Linked DNA regions of Mus musculus: regions 1 and 3 are each linked to region 2. Evidence: chromatin contacts called from public HiCAR-type and HiChIP or PLAC-seq data. All regions are on one chromosome and are shown on one strand. Each heading gives the region's core, a stretch centred on a gene start, on an enhancer-like site or on the middle of the called end of the contact. The rest is flanking DNA. Distances are from core to core; before and after follow the strand shown. Region 1 holds the start of Dhx57 (DEAH (Asp-Glu-Ala-Asp/His) box polypeptide 57). Region 2 holds the start of Cebpzos (CCAAT/enhancer binding protein (C/EBP), zeta, opposite strand). Region 3 holds the start of Hnrnpll (heterogeneous nuclear ribonucleoprotein L-like).

Region 1 (4,699 bases), core at 76-2,575, 1.4 Mb before region 2:
TAGTCACCTACACTAAAATAGGGACCATAGATCGATGAAATGTCCTCCCACCACCTGACTCGGTATTGAGTACAAACAGAAAATGCTTATCTAGGGAATGAATGGCTCTTGAGACAGAATCATTAAACGCCTACTAAGCAGGACACTACTAAACACAACTGATCATACAGGAAATGAAGCAGTCCTCAACCGCTCTTCAGATTTCCACGTTTGATGAGCATAGTCTTGTACGGCTTTATCTCGGGGAAATGTTTCCCCTTTTTGGTTTTCAGGGTTTTTTTTTTTTTGGTTTTGTTTGTTTGTTTGTTGTTTCGTGAGAGTGTAATACTTTGAACACTACTGAAAGGAATTCCTATCTAAAAGAGTGCACTTCTTTTACAGAGCTATGTCACACCAGCATTTGGCCCTCTGCTGAAAAAAGTAAAAAGAAGTCTCAAATGCCTTTTTCGCCCTCTAGTGTTACAAATGTGGGGGCAGCACTGTATCATGTGAGTGTAAAATATCTCCTACCTGCTGCATGATATGAATTGGTAGCTTTATCAAAGATGGTTCCAATATTACTCAGGATGTCTTCTTTACAGATGATTTAAAAGCTAATTATATGTCTATAATATACATACATATATATAATATACATATAATTATATATGTACAATACACACACATGTATGTATATGTGTATACTTATATACATATATATATTGTGCTGGTACCCTAATGGTCACAGACCTGTGCTGTTTCTAGTTGTTTGGTGGTGTTTTTCTGTTTGTTTGTTTTTAAGGCGAGGCTAGACGTCTACAATTTTGTTCAGATGACTACAGGACCTGAAAAAGCTGTTGTTATTACTGATGCATAACATACTATTATTGCTCTTTATACATATACATAGATATATATACATATATAAAAATATATACACATATATAAATATATACACATATAAACATATACCTATATTTAAAATAATATTAATATATTATATGTTAATATATATTATATAATATATTAAATATGTATATATATTAAACACACGTTTAATTTTTGAAAACTGTACTTGTGTTTTCAACCATGTTGAGTTGTCATTGTACCAAAATCAGCAGCCATATTAGTCTAGAAACATCAAGCTAATTTCTTTTCCATTTGTACAGGCTTACTTCACTGTATTACATAGGTAAAACCTTATCTGTGTGAGTTCGATTACAGAAACTAATATTCTCTAAATAAGGGGGTGACGTTTCCACATTCAAATTTCTGGATTATGTGAGTTAGCAGGAACCTCTGCCATTGATCTGGCACCGTAAAGGAAACAAATCCGGAGTGATAGGCACAGCGAACCCACAGACTCGGGGGCCCACGCTGTATCTCCGGATCCCCCGACGCCGGGCTGTCGGTGCCCCTCCACCCCAGAGTGGATGCTGCGGCTGGCTCCGGGTCCATCAGCTCCCGAGAGGAAGCGCACTCACTTGATGGAGACGTGAAGGACAGGCTTTCGCGACTCTGCGATTCCCCTAGGCTCGCCAGCTCGGCAGGCTGGAGGGAGCTGGGCTCTAGGACAGAGCGGGCCTCGGTTGCTGGGGCGACCGGGCGACCTCTCACCCGGAAGCAAAAGTGCAAGAAGCCAATCAGAAGACACCTGGGCGGGGCGGCTGCTGCGGGTGAGGTCCAAGAGGGAAGCTGAACCCAGCCCGGACCCCGACCCTGGGTGCCGCCTCCTGAGCTCCGCAGCCAGCAACGCTACGAGCCAGGTACGGCCTGACGTGGCATGTGCGGGGCCGCGCGGGTTCGGGGTTGCCAGGCCCGCCTGCCGCCTCCCCTCTCTAGTGATCACATCCGAGGACCATGCAGCCCCTATGGTCCTGCCTGTCAGCCCAGGGGCAGTGAACCTGGACCTGCAGAATCCTGGGGAACCCCGGGATCTGCAGTCGAGGTCGTCCACACCCACGGCTCCGAGCAAGGTTGAAAAGGAGGGGCGCCAGCCCCATTTCCTGTCTGTGGCTCGGTGGCGACCCGAGGGGCTGTTTGGGGAAAGGGTTGGAGAAGATGGATGTTGAAGAAAGGAACCTTGCATGACTAGGTATCTGAATGGAGCTGGGGGAATGTATAGTGGTCAGAGGTTTGCCTGGGAGGCAAGCGGTGTGGGTTCAGTTTTCATCACCTCAGCTTGACGATGCTGTACGTGGGAGCCAAACTTGGGTGTGAAACAAAGGATCCTTTTAGAGCCAAACTTGGATCCAGTGTCTATGGTAAAGAAAGATGAAATCTTAGCAGGCTACATAGATAGTGGGATTCCTCCCTGCGGACTAGATAACCTAATTTGTATTCTACAGAAAACGTCTGGGGAATGTGATATCGGATGCCGCTATAATCGGTAAATCTTGGTTCAGATTTTTGCGTGAAAATTACAGCTCAAGTTGAAAATGTAACCTTTTCTGGGTTGGTGTGAGGCAACTTGTTTTAAGTCAGTACAGAATCTTCTTGCCTTTTTTTTTTCCTCAGCCATTTCTCAATGTATGAATTGACCCCAGCTGGGTGGTTTGGGTGGTAAGATGTTTGATGTTTTCCTTTCTTCCTACGTAAAAAAAACAAAAAGACAAAAACCCGATATGCAGCTGGGCGTGGTAGTGCACGCCTTTGGAAACAGAGGCAGATGGATCTCTGTAAGTTTGAAGCCAACCTGGTCTACAAAGCGAGTTCCAGGGCAGCCAGTGCTATTTACACAGAGAAACCCTGTCTGGAAAGACATAAAGGTGGGGGGAGGGGGGTGGGAGAATGCGATTATTGAAAATTCAGTTTGTGCCATTCCTTCAGTCACATGTTAATCATTTCATGTCATTATGGTTTTGTGAGTGTATGTATATACTGCTGTCCTTTGGAGAGCTCGTGGTTGGGGCTCAGGATGTCTTGCCTAGTGGGGATCTAGGGTTAGAGAGTAGTTAAAATAATTGAGGGGTGTTGTTTGTTAGTTTGTTTTTGTTTTCTAAGACAGTTTCTCTGTGTAGCCCTGGCTGGCTTGGAACTCACTCTGTGGACCAGGCTGGCTTCCAACTCACAGATCCACCTGCCTCTAAAGGTGTCTGCCACCACTGCTTGGCAAGTTTTACACTTTAAATTGAAAGAGGACATTATTTGTGTTTTTGTTTGGTTTCTCTATGGTGTTTGGCCACTTGTGGGGAGGGGGGGTCCCACTCACCTAGGAGAAACTGTCTTTCCTGATTCTAGCTAATGACCCACCCACCAGGGAATCTGCCATTCGTATAAAAACTAACCAGTCTTGGATTCAAATCTCAAACCACCACCTTTATCTACCACTCACAATGCAGCTAATACTGAAGTCAGGTACCACAGCAAAGAAGAATCAGTTACCAAAACATTTGTTGAAAGCTTTACTTAAACACACACACACACACACACACACACACACACACACACACGGCATTCCACCAAAGCCAGAGTAGCCTATTTAGTATAAATGTTCTGCTCTGTTTACACAAACCAACAGTAAAACTTCTGAGGAGCTAGCATTCTATCTCAAAGTCTCCCTGACACAGGCACTTCCTCCTGCCCCTCATAGCCACAGCCAATGGAGTTTCGATGTAAACACCCTATGTCTTCCTCCCCACCATTTTTAAGACACTGCATTTCTTTTCTCTAACCTGAACGACTGTAATAGTTGCCCAACTGAAACTATTATTTCCTTCTGTGCACTCTGGCCTCATCCCAGCACCTGGCCCAGGGCGCTAATTGATGTTCCGAGCTTGAAACCTTCGCATCTGTCATTGCTGCTGCTTGGATGTTCTCTTCACAAGTATTTCATGGCTCACTTTCTCCACCTATTCATATATCCACTCATAGGTTATTGAGTGAGGCATTCAGCAACTACTCTGTAATAGCCTTGTTCTCTTAAATAATTTTTTTTGTTAGAACCTTTTTATCTTTTTTTTTCCATTTTTTATTAGGTATTTAGCTCATTTACATTTCCAATGCTATACCAAAATTCCCCCATACCCACCCACCCCCACTCCCCTACCCACCCACTTCCCCTTTTTGGCCCTGGCATTCCCCTGTACTGGGGCATATAAAGTTTGCGTGTCCAATGGGCCTCTCTTTCCAGTGATGGCCGACTAGGCCATCTTTTGATACATATGCAGCTAGAGTCAAGAGCTCCGGGGTACTGGTTAGTTCATAATGTTGTTCCACCTATAGGGTTGCAGATCCCTTTAGCTCCTTGGGTTCTTTCTCTAGCTCCTCCATTGGGAGCCCTGTGATCCATCCATTAGCTGACTGTGAGCATCCACTTCTGTGTTTGCTAGGCCCCGGCATAGTCTCACAAGAGACAGCTACATCTGGGTCCTTTCGATAAAATCTTGCTGGTGTATGCAATGGCGTCAGCGTTTGGATGCTGATTACGGGATGGATCTCTGGATATGGCAGTCTCTACATGGTCCATCCTTTCATCTCAGCTCCAAACTTTGTCTCTGTAACTCCTTCCATGGGTGTTTTGTTCCCAATTCTAAGGAGGGGCATAGTGTCCACACTTCAGTCTTCATTCTTCTTGAGTTTCATGTGTTTAGCAAATTGTATCTTATATCTTGGGAATCCTAGGTTTGGGGCTAATATCCACTTATCAGTGAGTACATATTGTGTGAGTTCCTTTGTGAATGTGTTACCTCACTCAGGATGATGCCCTCCAGGTCCATCC
Region 2 (4,312 bases), core at 1,408-3,907:
TCACAGAATCTATAGGTTGTTTCACACTTGAATTTTTACTTGAAGAAAAACATACCTTCCAAAATGAATGGAAATTTCTTGCTCATTGTTTGTCTGAAATCTGATATTAAAAAAAAATCACTGTATTAACATATTAAACAACAATTTAGTATATTAGTGTCTATTAGCATTTTGTACTAAGGTCCATCTACTAATCCAAGAAGTAAATCTTACAGGATAGTATACAAATTACATTCATCTTAAAATATAGCCTTTATCGTTTTGTTTGGTTTTTGTTTTTCAAGGCAGGGTTTCACAGTAGCCCTAGATGTCCTGGAAATCACTGTAGACCAGGTTGGCCTCGAACTCACATAGATCCACCTGCCTCTGCCTCCCGAGTTCTGGGAGAGGTGTGCACCATCACTGCCCACAGCGGTGTTAGCTTTTTCTACAAGTAAGTATGACGGGCAGGCTGAGCTGCCTCCACCCATTCCGTTCAGTTCTGAGCCAGAATAGGGACGTCTGTTCTACCCTTCCCAGGTAAAACCCAGACACTCCTAGTCTGCAGGTACAATAACAGCCTCGCTCCCCTCCTGCCCATAAAAACGTCCGATACCTTCAGTCTCAAGAAACATTTTTGCCCAGAAATGTCACCAACATTGAGTGCATCCCCTGCTAGAAAACAATTGCTGAGCTGAGTTTACCTTGGCTGGAGTGCATCTTTTTAAACAGACAGTAAGCTCCAGCGACACCCACAAGCTCAGCTGCTAGCACTCCTTTAAAGATCTTCCTCGCCAGCGGTTCCATGATCCGAGCCATCCTACATTAACAACATGGATGGATGAGCATGTTTAGATTTCTGTTGCCACATCTATAAAGAAAAACCTCCACCCCCAGTCTCAGTGCTTGTATGAACCTCAAGGGTAGTATGTGTTTCGTTTAGACATTCCTACATGCAGTTTCCGATCTCCATGCCTAAGGAGTGTGATAAACCACAGAAATTCTGAGAAGGTATAGAGCTCTTTACAAAGCAAAACTGGAGGAACTAAGGCTTTTTAGTGTCTGTTAGAGAGAAACTTTTTAGCTGACCTAGGAATTATAATACAGTCTAATAATAGGAACAGCATTGGAAGGCCCTTTTGGAGACTGCCCTGCAAGAGGAAGGTACTTTTGTTAAGTTGCACCACAGTTCATGCCTTTCCTAGACGGATATGAAACCAGACGGTAGCAAACCAGTCTTGGCTCTAAGGCAGTCTCAGTGTTGGAACACTTCAATGCACCATCCCCAAAGCAGCGTGCGTTCCTAAGCCTTCAGACCACTTCCCAGTCCCCAGATCCTGATTCAGCAAGACTAGGGTGGCAGGCACCCCAGTAATCCCCCCCCCCCCCGTGAAGTCACTCCAGGTTTTATACAAAGCCCTGGCCCATGGGGGAGAAGTTGACTGGTGGTGACCCAGTCCATGGCAAAGCTTCGAGTAACTGAAGTCTTCCCCCCTGTACGCAGAGACAAACCGAGAACGGGAGCATGCAAGCTATTAGCATGAGTAGTAGGCTCAGTTTCCAACAGTCAAAAGAAGGTGTCTTTGAAGAACCGTTATCCAGTAAATAAGGTTTTGTCTTGCTAAATATGCAAAAGGTAGCTCAGGCTTTATAACTAACTCCCTATAACCCCAAACTACTAAGCTTTTGATCTAATATTCTGATATTTTCCCACTGCTCAATGCTGAGACAGGCTGTTCTTTAATGTTCAGGATCAGCCAGTCCTTTCCCCTGCTTTTACGTCCCTTTCATGGTATCTAAGCATGAAAATAATTAAACACTATCAGGATTCGCCTTGGACTCTGTTACCATGTGTCCCTCCTCCAACGTTCGTTTTTCACTTTAGTAATGGGAATTACTCAGGGACCAGAAAAAAAAAAAACTGTATTATTCTCATTTTTAAAACGAAGCAAATAAAAAACTGGGGAGGAGGCAGAAGGGACAGCTGTGTTCCTCGATTTCCCAGTACTCTGCTAAATCACTGACGGTCCCGCTCAGTTCTAAGTTCTCAAGGGCGGTTTTAAGGTTTCAGGGCGAGGACAGGGCACACCTGCCTGCATCCTGTTCCACAACTTACGGGATCTGAGCGAAATCTTTTTTGATTGGAAGAGAGTGATGCTAAGATATCAAACAGTCCAAATAATGATATTAATAAAACACTTAATTTCTTAAAAACTGATGGACGTGCCACATTCCAAAGCCCTGCGCTTCGGGACTTGTCTACTTAATAATAAAGCACGTTTGTCACCAGAGACACACTGTCCAGACAAGATGGCTCAGGGAGACCAAAGACCACGGAGCCTTGTTGCACAGGAGCGCCTGGGGCTGCAGCGCAGGAGAAGCAACCCTGCGTGTGCTCCAGTGTAGGCCCGAGGGAGGAAAGGCGGCGCTGCGACCGGGGGCTGCTGCCCTGCAAGGATCCAACAGCGAGCACCCAGCCTTACCCGGGGTCCTGGTCCCAGCATGCGTCGCGGCTCGGCGACCCGGAAACGCTCGCGCTCCTGCGCCTGCGGGGCGGGCTCGCTCGAGTGTTCCCCACACCCAAGAATGTCACAGACCCCACGCGCCACACATTGGGGAACAGAGGACAAGAAACACTGCCCGGTCCTTACCTGAGGCCTCCGCAACCCGACTGCGCAAGCGCACGGTCTTAGCGCCACGCCCCCAGCTTTAGCCACGCCCCACAGAGGAACCTGACCTAACTAGCTGTGGGAAGCTGGTATCGTTTAGGCAAGGTTATCCTGCCCGCGGTCACACCCAAGTAAAAGAATTCACATTTGAACCCAGGACACCATCTCCAAACTCTGCACATGGATCGTCTCTCCCACTCTAAACCCAAAATGTATCAGAACGGGAACAACCCATCGCCAGAGAGTGGCCAGAAAAGTGGGACCCTAAATTGGGATTTGCCCTTTAGCCAGGTTCCTAGACAATTCCTTTACACATTAAAGGTGAGAAGCGCTGTGCCTAGGTGCTGCCCAATAGTCAAGAAGAGGGCTGACCTAAGGGAAGGAAAGATAGGAGATGGGGCATAGGAATGCCTAAAGAGGGACCACGTGCATGACAAAGCCTGGAATGTCAGACTATATCCACTTTTATTAAAATGCAGTCTGTCCTCAGAGATCCACAGCCAGGGCTGCACGGAGAAACCCTGTCTCAAACAAGCAAACACAGGAAGCTATGAATGCTGCCCAACAAAACGTTCAAGGTAAACATAATGGAAATTGGGGGAGGGGGAGTGGCTTGGCTTGGCTTAGCTTAGCTTGGCTTGGCTTGACTTGGCTCACTGGTACAGCTAACTGTGCAACACTTATGGATCTTGCATCTTCGATTCCCTGTTCCTGTTGGTTCCGACTGTTGATTCGAACATCTGGACATGTCACTGCTGTTGCTAACCTGACTCTACAGAACTGTATCCATGAGGTGTTTGCCAGTGGATCCAACTACCGCTGCCTGCTAACCTGTGAACTGAACTGATTTCCAGACAACACAGAAGGGAGTTGCTCCAAAGAACCTTTCTAAACAGTTCCACTTCCCCCCCCCCCCCCGTATCCTTTCTTTCCCACTACCTCTGGTGAGTGGTGGGTTACAAGGAAGGTTAAAGTGTTTAAAAACCATCATTAAAAATGGAATTTGAGGGCTGGAGAGATGGCTCAGTGGTTAAGAGCACCGACTGCTCTTCTGAAGGTCCTGAGTTCAAATCCCAGCAACCACATGGTGGCTCAAAACCATAATGAGATCTGACGCCCTCTTCTGGTGCATCTGAAGACAGCTACAGTGTACTTACATATAATAATAAATATTTTTTTTTAAATGGGATTTGGAAAAATTAAAGTTACACCAGGGAGTACAAGTGTCAAAAAGATTATAAGGATTCAACAAGGTGCAAGGTGTGGCCTTGTTGAAGGAAGTGTGTCACTGGGGGTGTGATTTGAGGTTTCAAAAGTCCACACCAGACCCAGTCTTTCTCTTTGCCTATGGATCAGACTGTAGAGCTCTCAGCGACTTCTCCAGCTCCACCAAGTAGACAGTAAATTACCTCTGAAACTGTAGGTCAGCTCTCAATTAAGTCCTTTTTCTTTATGAATTGCCTTGGTTGTGGTGTCTCTTAAGAGCAATAACGCAATGACAAAGACATGGCTCAACTAGCCATTTTTATTAGTGGTCTTTTTGACAAATGCAATGTCATCCAAAAATGATGTATTTAGTGTCCTTAGAAGACACAACTAAATCAAGGAACTTATATGGCGCAATAAAATATATGTTAAGCCCATTTTCTTTGTCCACCATCAAT
Region 3 (4,332 bases), core at 296-2,795, 1.1 Mb before region 2:
TCTTAGCTTTTAAAACTTTTGTACCTGAACTTTCTTGCACAGAAACTTTTGCACTGTCAATTTGTATGGAGCATCTGACTCAGACAAAAACTTTTGGGCAAAACTGGTGCAGTGTTTTTCTGACTGCGGATGCAGTTGCTCTCGCTCAGGACGTTTCCTTATCTGTCCCCAGCTCTGCAATTCCTTCTTTGATATTTCTTCGGTACACGTCAGTCTTATCTTAATTTTAAAGACATATTTCTAATTTTCAGTTCTGCAAGCGGCCTCTCTCTCTCTCTCACACACAGTGGTACAGTTTGCAGAAACGCTTAGATTCCTTAGGATTCTAAAATGACAAGCGACGCAAAGTATAAAGGAGAAAGCAACATATGTTAAAAGAACGATCACACATCTTTCTGGGGGAAGAAATGCCTTTGGGGGAAAAAAAACAGGCTAGAGGAGGGAACAACCCACAACTGGGAAAGGAAGAGGTTCAAAACAAGTGCGCAGAACGAATCTTAGTTTTCCAAGGCTTAAAGTAACAGGGCACTTAGGGCGCGGTGGGTTTCTTGCTAGCTAGACACCATAATTTCAACCCAGTAAGTTGGTCACTGAAATCCATTCGGGGGTGGATTGGGTTGGGGTGAACTGTACTGGAACTAGATTATAAAAATGAACACAGTACCTGCCCTTAAGCACGTCCAGTTTTGTTTTGTTTTAAAACAACACCTTTAGTTATTCAAAGGCCTTTTGCAAATAGAAACAGCTAAAAACCTTAAAACAGTCTTTAGGCTTCACAGAGGAAGTGAGTTGTGGGCTGGAAACGAACAGGATTGTGAGAGTTTCCTATTTTGGAAAATGAAGACGATCATTCAGAACAGTGAGAATAGGGGTTTTAGAGGAAGGTTGAGAATATGTAACTGCAGCAGGGACTTGGATAGGTATGTCTGCAGCAATAGGTCCGGTTTGCAGGTCACCTATGCCCTGCGCAGACCTGTGTGCATCATCTCGCTGGCTCGCCACAGTCAGTAACAGCTAACGGTTGTTCTGTTTAGTTAGTGGCGCAGAGTCCACGCGCTTTCGGGGGCTGTGTGTGGTTAGGTGCGCGGAGATTCTCCAGGTTTCCCTCATCTTTTTAAAGATTCTCCAGGTCTCCCTCATCTTTTTAAAATGAAGAAGAAAAGCATTCAAATTAGCGGGAAGGCGGTTAACACCCACAGCCCCGACTCTGCCGAACGCATCGCCGGCTCCTCACATTCACCCGGTATCTCAGCGGCGGCCAGGGCCTAACAGCGCTAACCGCCACGGGGCTGCAACCGCTGCGGAACCGCGCGCAGCGGGCGTTGCACGGTCCCGACCGGAGCCCAGCGAGAGTCCAGGCTGGGATTCTGACGAGCAGTTCTTCCAGCCAATTGGAAGCCAGATCGACTTTCGCTCTTCCAATAGGAGGCGGAAGTTCGGCAAGGGGGCGGAAACTCTCGGGCCCTGGATCCCATCCCGCCCGGCGGCAGTCAAGGCGGGGTGGAGGCTCCGCCTGAGCGGCGGGGAGCGGATCAGGGAGGAGGGAAGACCGGAAGCCACGGCCCGGCCCCATCCTTACTTTCGCGTCCCCCCCGGGGCTGGGAGCCGCGAAGCTGGCGGAGGGAGAGGCTGGAGGCTGGCTGAGAGATAAAGGGAAGCGTCCCCTCAGCCCGCGCTCCCTTCTCAGTCACGGGCTCCTGGAGCGCGCCGCGGAGGACGCCGGGCCAGCTCAGACCCGCGCCGAGGAGGCGCAGCCCGCGGCGGGGACCGATCAGCGACATCTGAGGCCCGTCTCCCGCGCCGTCTCCACCGCCGCCGCCATGTCCTCCTCCTCCTCCTCCTCCCCCAAGGAGGAGACGTACGAGGAGGACCGGGAGTTCGAGAGCCAGGCCAAGCGCCTCAAGACCGAGGAGGGAGAGATCGTCTACTCGGCCGAGGAGAGCGAGAATCGCCAGGAAGCGACGCCTCAGGCGGGGAGCGATAGCGACAGCGGCGGCGGCGACGGAGGCGACGGAGACGGAGGCAGCGGCGGCGGCGGCGACGGCGAGGAAGGCGAAGGTGGAGAAGAAGGCGACGAAGGCGACGGCGATGAGGGAGGGAGCGGCGGCGACGAAGGTGGCAGCGGCGGTGGCCCTCGGAGCATGCCCCTGTCCACGGTAACAAAGCGCGGCGCCGCGCCGCGTCCCTCCAGCAGGGCCCGGCGGCGGGGGTTCGGCCTGGCCGCCTTTGCCGCTGCGTGCACGCCGAGCGCGTAGCTGGCGACTCGGACTGATTCTTTCCTTTATTGCCCACGATCCCCGAATCCCGAATGCCGGCTTTGGGTGGGCTTGGGGTGCCGGGCCTCCCGGAGTCCGGGCCCTGAACTTGGGGAGGGTAGCGGGGTGGGGGCGGCGGGGGCGGGCGGGTGTCGCTTCCGCTCCGGGAGGCTGCGCCGCGCGCCCTCGGCGGGATCCGCTCTTTGTTAGTTGAGCAACTCCGGCTCCGAGGCTGTGCTGGGGACCCGGCCTCCCCGACCCGCATCATCCTCACGCTGGGCAACCATAACGGGAAGGCTCTCGTGGCCTCGTCTCCGTGGGAACCGCGATGCAATGACAAATTGCGCCCTCGTGCTCTCCCCGTAGTTTAGCCCTCGCTAGTTTAATATCTTTCTATAGAAAAGGCTTTGTGGGCATGGGGTTCATTCAGGCCAGGCAATGGCCAAGATAAGTTTTCTTGTTACAGAAATGAGTGGGCCGGTGATCTAAGTGTGTGTGTGTGTGTCTGTCCCTGCTGTCAAATAAAAGGCGTTCAGATGACGAGAGTTCTTCATTCATAATGTACTTCAAGTTTGTCCCCCACAGAAGGAAATGAATGCAGAGCTGTGGGAATTCAGTCACACATTCCTCGAGTCCTCCTTTATCAGAAACGTTTAGCTGGAGGCTGGAGGAATGTGGACAGCGCAACCCACAACTTCAGTTCCATGGAGACTTTAAGGAAACAAACCAATCCGAACGGTTTTGACTCTTTTGGGGGCCTTTAAACGGTCTTGACGACTTAAGATATTATTTAAACACTTAATACATTTGAGATCAAATCTTAGCAGAAGTTGACGAAGTTATGCACACCTTCCAAAAATTAAGGTGTTCCAACCCTTTTTAATCAGAAGCCGCTTATCTTTCTAAAGTTCGAATTTTTGTTGGTCTAGCTTAAATAAAAAAAAAGTTACATGTATGGGTTCATAACAAGTACCCATGGCAGCCTAGTAAGGTTTTAGTGTTCCTTAGAGGTAGAGTTACAGGTAGTTTCATTGCGACTCACCAGATTCGAGTGCTGGGAGTCAAGCTCTTGGGCTGTCTTTGCAAGAGCACTGTGTGCTTTTTGGATGAGCTCTTTCTTCAGCTCCTGTTTGAGTAATAATAATAAAAAATTACATTCATTTGTGTTGTGTGCTTTGGAGCATGCAGGCGAGTGTGGAGGTCAAAGGACACAGCTACTTCCATCCTGTGAGTCCTGGCAGACATTCACCACCTGAGCCACCTCACTGGCCCAGTGGGAATTTTTATGTAAAAATTCGGATAATTAGAAAAGTAAAATGTGATGGATAAATTTGACCATATCTTTTTTTTAAAGGAGTCTTTTTTTCTTGTTGTCACTTTACGGACACAGCTGGTTCTTGGCCTTCTGGTCAAGGTCAGCATTGGTTCCTTGCAGTTATTTGGATTTTTCTGTCAAGCTTTTTGAGATCCTCAGAATATAACTTGGAAGTATGAATATAGGAGATGATTTTCTTAGAGATTCTTAAGATCATAATCAAATATTGTAAGATTTAGAAATAGGAATGTTACAAAAGATGTTTTGCCAAAGGCCTTGGTTCTTTTGCCAAAAGCCTTGGTTGTTTGTGCAACACTATAAAATGACTCTTAAGTGTCTTGGAAAGATTCTTAAAGCAGTTGGCAGGAGAGATGGATGGCTCAGTGGGGAAGAGTGCTTGCTAACGCCTGAAAACCTACAGTTTCAGTTGCCAGAGCCCACATGGTAGACATTGTCCTCTGACTTGTATATGAACTACTTGGTGTGCTCACACACACACACACACACACATTTATATATATATAAATATATATATATATATGTGTGTGTGTGTGTGTGTATGTGTGTGTTCACACACACACAAATTTTGTTTCAAAAATAGTTAACATTATTTTTGAATGCTAGTGAGTAACGTAAGTCAAGCAGTGGAAGTGGCTGGCATTGGACATGGTTGGTCAGGAGTCTAGTCTTAGCATACAGTTTTTGTGACCTCGAGAAAGATTTCTTAGTCTGTAAAATATGAACGTTGGACTGTACGTGCTT

What was found. HiCAR-type assays count read pairs that join an accessible place to other places. HiChIP or PLAC-seq counts read pairs in DNA pulled down with a chosen protein or histone mark.
Region 1: a contact with region 2 is called in a HiCAR-type map of astrocytes, with 4 times the contacts expected there. The contact joins the promoter of Dhx57 here to the promoter of Cebpzos in region 2. A contact is called at or near these places in 3 of 39 promoter capture datasets (the SN4741 cell line, hippocampal neurons and liver), 1 of 484 Hi-C or Micro-C datasets (B cells), 3 of 115 datasets of contacts at active chromatin or transcription factors (astrocytes, embryonic forebrain and microglia) and 1 of 9 other capture datasets (liver).
Region 3: an H3K27ac HiChIP or PLAC-seq map of thymic regulatory T cells shows a contact between it and region 2, with 7 times the contacts expected there. The contact joins the promoter of Hnrnpll here to the promoter of Cebpzos in region 2. A contact is called at or near these places in 3 of 39 promoter capture datasets (cranial neural crest, embryonic stem cells and pre-B cells), 8 of 115 datasets of contacts at active chromatin or transcription factors (the NIH/3T3 cell line, astrocytes, embryonic limb bud and 4 more) and 1 of 9 other capture datasets (embryonic stem cells).

Annotation. Positions count from the first base shown.
Region 1 is chr17:80,287,102-80,291,800 of GRCm38.p6, reverse strand. Dhx57 (DEAH (Asp-Glu-Ala-Asp/His) box polypeptide 57) reads left to right here and starts at 1,325. Exons shown (of 24, transcript NM_001163759.1): 1 at 1,325-1,745. It overlaps Morn2 (MORN repeat containing 2), which reads right to left and starts at 1,589. Exons shown (of 5, transcript NM_194269.2): 1 at 1,464-1,589.
Region 2 is chr17:78,914,844-78,919,155 of GRCm38.p6, reverse strand. Cebpzos (CCAAT/enhancer binding protein (C/EBP), zeta, opposite strand) reads right to left here and starts at 2,657. Exons shown (of 5, transcript NM_001177403.1): 1 at 2,463-2,657; 2 at 684-799; 3 at 56-100. The coding sequence starts at 798. Cebpz (CCAAT/enhancer binding protein zeta) reads left to right here. Exons shown (of 16, transcript NM_001024806.2): 16 at 1-153.
Region 3 is chr17:80,059,481-80,063,812 of GRCm38.p6, reverse strand. Hnrnpll (heterogeneous nuclear ribonucleoprotein L-like) reads left to right here and starts at 1,545. Exons shown (of 13, transcript NM_144802.4): 1 at 1,545-2,156. The coding sequence starts at 1,821. It overlaps 4933407O12Rik, which reads right to left and starts at 1,591. Exons shown (of 2, transcript XM_006525248.3): 1 at 1,241-1,591; 2 at 351-1,140. The coding sequence starts at 1,573. The coding sequence ends at 1,015.